Linked DNA regions of Mus musculus: region 1 is linked to region 2. A link is a contact called in public Hi-C data. All regions are on one chromosome and are shown on one strand. The core of a region is the stretch at or near the end of the contact, and the rest is flanking DNA. Distances in the headings are between cores, read along the strand shown.

Evidence for each region. Hi-C and Micro-C count contacts between places; a contact is called where the count stands out from the background.
Region 1: a Hi-C map of liver shows a contact between it and region 2, with 2.5 times the contacts expected there. The contact joins two enhancer-like sites. A contact is called at or near these places in 2 of 484 Hi-C or Micro-C datasets (both in liver) and 1 of 115 datasets of contacts at active chromatin or transcription factors (bone marrow-derived macrophages).

Annotation. Positions count from the first base shown.
Region 1 is chr3:10,127,450-10,131,376 of GRCm38.p6, forward strand. No RefSeq gene overlaps it. Among named protein-coding and RNA genes, the nearest start is that of Pmp2, 54 kb to the right of the region's middle. Within about 2 kb of position 1,937, at least 3 of the 459 cell types and tissues checked have an H3K27ac peak or open chromatin away from gene starts, as enhancers often do. A contact at or near this core is called in liver, where this site is marked.
Region 2 is chr3:9,819,401-9,823,263 of GRCm38.p6, forward strand. The region is part of intron 1 of Pag1 (phosphoprotein associated with glycosphingolipid microdomains 1); the gene reads right to left. Among named protein-coding and RNA genes, the nearest start is that of Pag1, 12 kb to the right of the region's middle. Within about 2 kb of position 2,276, at least 9 of the 459 cell types and tissues checked have an H3K27ac peak or open chromatin away from gene starts, as enhancers often do. A contact at or near this core is called in liver, where this site is marked.

The sequences.
Region 1 (3,927 bases), core at 687-3,186, 310 kb after region 2:
GACAATAAGAATTAGCAAGCAGTCTGCAATGTGTGCTTCCTAAGGGACGGTGTTATGGAAAAATCTCAGCATCAATTCCATTAACCAGAGTGCCACTAACAGTTGCCCTACTTCCCTCTTTTCTAAGCAGACAAATGTTACCCTCATTTCCAGGCCTGTTGAGCTTGCCTAACAATGCAACTGCAAACCCTGCTGTACCTGGAAGAACCCAGATGGTCACGTGAAAACTCATCGATGTTGAAGGTCACTGGGTGCACTGATGTTATTTGTAGTTGTCTGTTGCAATTCCCATAAACTGGAAACTCTGCTCAGGTGATGTCTGGTCTAATGCCTCCTCCCTACTAATGCATTGCCAACACTGAAAAAAGAACTCAACAAGTGATGAGGCTTCAGGAAACATGACCAAAGCAAATCATCTCCCTGATTCCTGCTGTCTGTCAAGCACTGAGTCAGGTTCTGAATATGATCAAACTCCAGTACTGGAAATTTCCACAGTATAGAGATCCAGGGGAACACAGAGAAGGAGGTCTGGCCTCTGCTAGTCATACCTTAATGCACAACATGGTGAAAGAAAGAAAGGTGGCTCAACAGGTAATGTCAATTGCCACCAAGCTAATCACCTGAGTTTCATCTCAAGACATACACAGTGTGAGGAGAGAACCGGCTTCTGAAAGTTGTCCTCTGATCTCTACATGTGTATGTCATTGCAACTCTCCCTAAATAAATCAACAAGTAAACAGTTTTGAAAAGAAAGACTTGGGGAGTTACAGTAGGGGGGCAGTTAAGCTGGTAATGGACCAGGATGTAGCAATCAGCAGACAAAGTAGAAGAATGAGACTATTCTAGACAAAAAGAATAGGGTGCTTAGCCAGGCAATGGTGGTACACACATTTAATCCTAGACCTTGGGAGGCAGAGGAGGCTCTAAGTTCAAGACTAGCCTGGTCTACTGAGCGAGTTCCAGGATAGCCGGGGCTACACAAAGAAATCCTTTCTAAAAAAGAGCAAGCAAAAAGAGAAAAGCCAAAACCAAAACCAAACCAAACCAAAACCAAGGTGCTTAAAGTGCTTTGAGGTTTGTGAATCTATAGGAAACCATATGTAAAAAGCATGACCAGCACTCCGGCCCTGTGAGGTGGCTGGCAAAGGCTTGAAAGGCAACCAAAGAGAACTTCAGCCAGTTCAGGAAGGCACTGAGGATAATTGCACTGGAGAATGTTGGACTCTGCATAAGTGGATGAAGGATGGGGATGTAAGAGCAAGGTACCCTGTCTTACAGGGACCACTGATGAAACAGATGCCTGGATTCGAAGGCACTCACCAGGATGGCAGTGGTTATGGCCAATAGATAGAGGCTGAGCTAACAGGATTAGCTAACTAAAGGAGGTGTGGATTACACAATGGCTTCTTTCTGCAAAGATGAATATACCCAGATGGCGTTTATTATGGCAAAAGACAGAAGAGCAGGAACAGCTTCTGGGAAATGAGTTTGGCTTAAAGATGTCATTGAGGGCATCAGCATTGATAATTGCATGGTGATGAAGACCAAGTCATTGGAATGTGTCCCCAAAGCTCGAAAAACAATGCCAAAGCTGAAACTGCGTTAGGAATGGTCTTCTTTAGGAGTGATGATTGCAGCTTTAAATGAGATCAGGAGACATGTCAGCGAAAGAGACAGGAAACTACGGACTGAAGATTGAGTAGAGAGAGCATAGAGTGTCATGGTGGGAGTGGAGTGCTGAGGGTGTAGCCATAGAAACCAGAGAGGGGTTCTTTACAAAGGAGAGGAATGGTCAGTGTCTGATGATGCAGAGGACTTAAGGACCTATGATGTTACGGGTTGTGACTATAACCAGGTCAGGATTGACAGAAAGGATTATTTGCTAGTCTTGGATCTGCTGGGCTTAGGTCACCTTCACATTGGATCCAGATTTGACTTCTGAGCAACCATTGATTTCTGTTTCATGAAACAAAGTACATTTCATGATACTTTTGGATGTGCCGGCTCTTCAGAGAAATGAATGTTTTTCAGTAATTGAAGAACTAGACGAGGATAAAAGTGTTGGAACAGTGACCTGTATAAAGGGAGAAGCAGCACAGGAAGGCCCACCCTTCTCCACTTCTGAGCCAGGGGGAGTTTCTGGCTTGTGATAGTTAACTCCTGGGATGTTTGAACAAGTTTAGTGTTGCCTCAGTTGATAATTGAAGGATACCATAAAGGTGAAAGGGGAGGGAAGAGTGGCTTGTTACATGAGATGTTCTATGTTTATGGTTGGAAGTAGTATCCCTGAAGGCAGGCAAAAGGGAAGGTAATAGGAATAAACTCAGCACAAAGGGTTTGTGGTAGAGCTCAGTGCCTGAATTTCTTGCAATGGACACCAAGTAGGGCTGACTTCTAACTTCAGACCTTGTTCCTTAGAATAGTATGAAGGCATTGCAGAGATAATTTGCTCCTGAAGGACGAGCTTCATCTTGAGAGATGGACAGAACTCCCAAGGACAGGACACACACCTGTAACACAACAGACTGGAGGCTGAGGCAGGAATCACATAAGATGCTGCCAACCAAAGACAGGGTATGGTGGCACTTGCATTTAATCCTAGCACTTGGGAGGCAGAGGCAGGTAGATCTATGAGTTTGAGGCCAACCTGGTCTATATAGCACGGTACAGGCAAGACATGACTGCATAGTGGATTGTTTATCAAAACAAACAAAAAATTCACAAACGAACAAATAAAACCAATACAACAACAACAACAACCAAACAAAAAGAAAAAGCAGACCTGATTAGAAAGAATCAAAGATCGAAGCCAAAATGGGACACTAAGTTTCAGATATCTGAGGCTGAGACCATATTCCCTTCATTTTCTGTTCCTAGAAGATTTCATGATTAATAGGATATTAAAGCCTCCTAAATAGCAATTTGATGATCACATAGAGTAGGCAATGCATGGTCTTATGAAAGCACATGTTACAATGTTACATGTGACACAACCATTGGGTTGTGAGGATATCCAGCTATAGAAGTACTCAGAAGCTCATGGAGTGGTAAGGACAAGTCTGCCAGAATGTGATAGGAGGGAAAAGAGGCAGGGGCTCAGGGTCAGGATCTATGTCCCAAGAGAAGAGGACAGAGTTAATATCTAAGTGCTAATACTGAGGAGTAGTTGCTAAAGCAAGCCCAGGACTAGAGAGTAAGACAGGAGCCTTGCTATCAGGCTGGCTATGAAATCCTTCCTTCCCTGGTGGGTTAAGTGTCTTCTACATGCCAAGTATATCACTAACATCAACAATAAGCAAATATTCTTGTAGGAAATGAAGCAAACCTGTGAGAGTTAAGTAAAGTTCTAAGAACAATGTAGGAATGCAGTAGGCAACGAGGGAGATGTGAGTTTTGATCTTAAGTTGGGTATTGTGGTGTCATTGAGGAGCCATTGAATAAAGATACAGACAGAGAGCTAGTAGAGTGATTCACTTGAAGAAGGGTGGTTTGGGAGAGGGGGAGAAGGAATAGCTCAGAGGTCCTGAGGCTGCAGTAGACATGGAACTTTCTAGAAACAGGAGGGCTTAAAGAACAATGAAGTCAGAAAGTGAAAATGCATATGATGACAAGGTTAGAGGGGAGGCAGAAAGGCACAGATAAGTTTGACCGGTTGGGATAGGGCAGGCATACTGAAACCTTGCTTCTCTAGGAGCAACACTGATCCTCCAGACCAAGGTGTGCTGGGAGATACTACAAGGGCCTGAAAGTTTGGGAAACAAGTGGGTGCTGTCAGCTAACCTCAGGCAAAAACACTGGAAAAACAAGTATTTCCGCAACCTCTAATTCCCTTTTCCCAGAACTGACTGAGGGAGAGGCTCTCTTGTCCTCTATGCACAGCACTGACCTGAGGGAGAGACTCTCATATCCTTCTCCCAGCACTGACCT
Region 2 (3,863 bases), core at 1,026-3,525:
AAGGTCATTAACAGATTGGGAAAAGATATTTACCAATCCTAAATCCGATAGAGGGCTAATATCCAATATAGAAAAAGAACTCAAGAAGTTAGACTCCAGAAAACCAAATAACCCTATTAAAAATGGGGTGCAGAGCTAAACAAAGAAGTCTCAACTGAAGAATGGCTGAGAAGCACCTAAAAAAATGTTCAACATCCTTAGTAATCAGGGAAATGCAAATCAAAACAACCCTGAGATTCCACCTCACACCAGTCAGAATGGCTAAGATCAAAAAGTCAGATGACAGCAGGTACTGGAGAGGATGTGGAGAAAGAAGAACACTCCTCCACTGCTGGTGGGATTACAAGCTGGTACAACTACTCTGGAAATCAGTTTGGCAGTTCCTTAGAAAATTGGACATAGTACTACTGAAGGATCCAGCACTACCACTCCTGGGCATATACCCAGAAGATGCTCCAACATGTAATAAGGACACATGCTCCACTATGTTTATAGAAGCCTTATTTATAATAGCCAGAAGCTGGAAAGAACCCAGATGTCCCTCAACAGAGGAATTGATACAGAAAATGTCGTACATTTACACAATGGAGTACTACTCAGCTATTGAAAACAATGAATTTATGAAATTCTTAGAAGACAAATGGATGTATCTGTTGGATATCATCCTGAGTGAGGTAACCCAATAACAAAAGAACATATATGATATTCACTCACCGATAAGTGGATATTAGCCCAGAAGCTCAGAATACCCAAGACACAATTCCCAAAAAACATGAAACTGAAGAAGGAAGACTAAAGTGTGGATACTTCGATACTTCTTAGAAGGGGAAACAAAATACCCATGGAAGGAGTTACAGAGACAAAGTGTGAAACAGAGACTGAAGGAGTAACCATCCAGAGACTGCCCTACCTATGGATCCATCCCATATACAGTCACCAAACCCAGAACCTATTGTGGATTCCAACAAGAGCTTGCTGACAGGAGCCTGATATAGCTGTCTCTTGAGAGGCTCTGTAGGTGCCTGACAAATACAGAAGTGGATGCTCATAGCCATCCATTGGACGGAGCACAGGGTCCCCAATGAAGGAGCTAGAGAAAGTACCCAAAGAGCTGAAGATGTTTGCTGAGGAACAATATGAACTAACCAGTACCCCCCAGAGCTCCCTGGGACTAAACCACTAACCAAAGAAAACACATGGTGGGACTCATGACTTTAGCTGCACATGTAGCAGAACATGGCCTAGTCAGTCATCAGTGGGAGGAGAGGCCCTTGGTCCTGTGAAGGTTCTTTGCCCCAGTATAGGGGAATGTCAGAGCCAGGAAGCAGGAGTGGATGGGTTGGTGAGCAGGGGGAGGGAGGAGGGGATGGGGGTTTTCAGAGGGGAAACTAGGAAAGGGGATAACATTTGAAATGTAACAAAGAAAGTATCTAATTAAAAAAAAAGAAACAAACAGAGGTTTAGTCCATTATCATATGGTGGGCTTACAGCTTCAGAGGTTTAGCTTATTATCATCAAGGCTGGAAGCACAGCAGCGTGCAGGCAGACAGGGTGCTGGAGAAGGAGCTCAGAGTTCTACATCTTGATCTGAAGGCAGCAGAACCAAACTGGGTGCCACACTGGGTATAGTCTGAGCATGGCTACAATCCAGGCTTGTCACAAAGAGTTGGAACCACAAACCGCAGCCTGGCTGGCCATATTGTATCCAAACCCGGCCTTCATTCACTACCCCAAAGAGCTGACTTGGCCCTGTATCAAGTCTGATAGAAAGCTAACATTGTGGCTTGGCCATCTAAAATGTGGATATGGCAGAGGGGATGAGGGGACAAGGAGATGGTAAATGAAAGTGAGTACCCTTGGGTTCTCACAAAACTTCATAAGGCTGAAATGTAAACATTTCTGAAAACTGGATACCTTATTTTCTACCTGAATTTGCTCCAAAACTTCACTTGAACTGCTTTAGGGTTTTCCTTTATGCAGCTAAATATAAATATTGATTCACTTTGGTGCAGAAGTGACTACAACTTCTAGAAACTAGCAATCCCTGAGTCGACTGCTTTTCTTTAGGGGGAGCATTGCATTACCTTTGTAAAAGCTGGCTTTTGTTTGTCTCACTGTGTAGCCTTGGCTGGTCTGAAACTTGCTATGTAGACCAGGCTGGCCTCAAGGTCACAGCTGTCCCGGGCCTCCACCCCTGGGTGGTAAGATGAGCACTGTCATGGCCCATGTAACAGCTGAGCTACACTGGCATTGGGAGAGGTTGCCTTTGCACCGCCTCCAGACAGGCAGGGTTCCCAGTGTTGATTCTTTTGATGTTCCCCCAAATGATACAGGCACTTGCCTGACCTCAGCTCCGTGATTTCTACATGATTTTATTGGATCGATTCACCGGGCGAAGAGTTCAGGAGAAGGGCTGATATCAGAGACAAGCTGAAAAGCAGGCTCATGGTCTACTCTAAAACACGGCTGCACTGCACACAGGCATATCTTCCTGGCTGTATGCCTTCACTTTAATAAACATATCCAAATCTGCTTACAGTATGTAAATATGAGCAATGAAAAAGTGATACTGACTTTGAAGAAAAGATGACAAATTACATTTTTACTGGTAAAAATTAGAATTCCAAATGAAATGTTTGGATGATTTTTTTTTTTTTAAGGTGAAGCACAGAGAAAGACAAGTGAGATTCAGAAGTGCCCGGTCATGGCTGCAGGGACAGGGACAGGGACAGGGACAGGGACAGGGACAGGGGCAGGGGCAGGGACAGGGACAGGGGCAAGGGCAGGGACAGGGACAGGGACAGGGACAGGGACAGGGACAGGGACAGGGACAGGGACAGGGACAGGGACAGTTGAGAGCCCGGAGACTCCCTATGACAGGCTCAGGGCTCCTCTTGGGACTGAGCAGCTCCGGTGTGGCAGGAGTTGTCCCATTCTGTGCGCTCCTAAACGCCAGAGCACTGCTCAGTCAGCACAGACTGCGGCACACAGAGTACACCTCCAACAGAACGTGAAAGACTCTATCAACTTATAGAGCAACGTTTTGCTACGTCAACAGCACCATCCTCTCTTAACATTTCAGATGAACAGCCCTGAAGTAGGAAGACAGTCAGTGCTGCGTCTTCCTGAACAGTAGGGAACGTGAAGGCTCTTACTTGTAAAAGACGGACGGATATCACTGTAGACAGAGAACACAACGAACAGGGATTCTCTGAATACAGACCTTGGCGTCGTAGGTGAAGAAAAGATGAGAAATTCTCTTTATTCTATATGTAACTGTGGAGAAGTAAAAGGATTATTCCAGCCCAGGGATTGTGGAGCTCTTGAAAATACATAGAAAAGGGTCTAAAGGCCCAATGCCCTGTGGCCATGAGCGGTCTGAGGAGTGTGCACACCGCAGCCAGCATGGCGCTGGTTATTAGGAATTGTATCTAACTGCTTTGAAAATGCTGTTGAATATTTATTAAAGGAAAAGATCCATAATAATTCCGGTTTTGACATGCTACTATTAGCAAATAACTCATCTGGTTGGCAAGGTTATGAAGTGTGGAGGGAGGGACGGTTAGCTTTAAGAGTAAGGGTGATAACACTGTGTACTGCTGTGGTCTCACCGGCTGCCGTGTCTGGCAGCTCCACTCCTAACATCTCAGCCTGGATGATGCTGAACTGTTTTAACAAGACTCTAAAAGCATTCGGTTCCAATGCCACTTTAGAGGCATTAAATTTTTATGCTCTCTCTCCTTCCTGCCCTCGTTCGTTCGTTCTCTCTCTCCCTCTCTCTCCCTCTCTCTCTCTCTCTCTCTCTCTCTCTCTCTCTCTCTCTCTCTCTCTTGTCTTGTGTGTGTGTTGTTTCATGTTTGTTT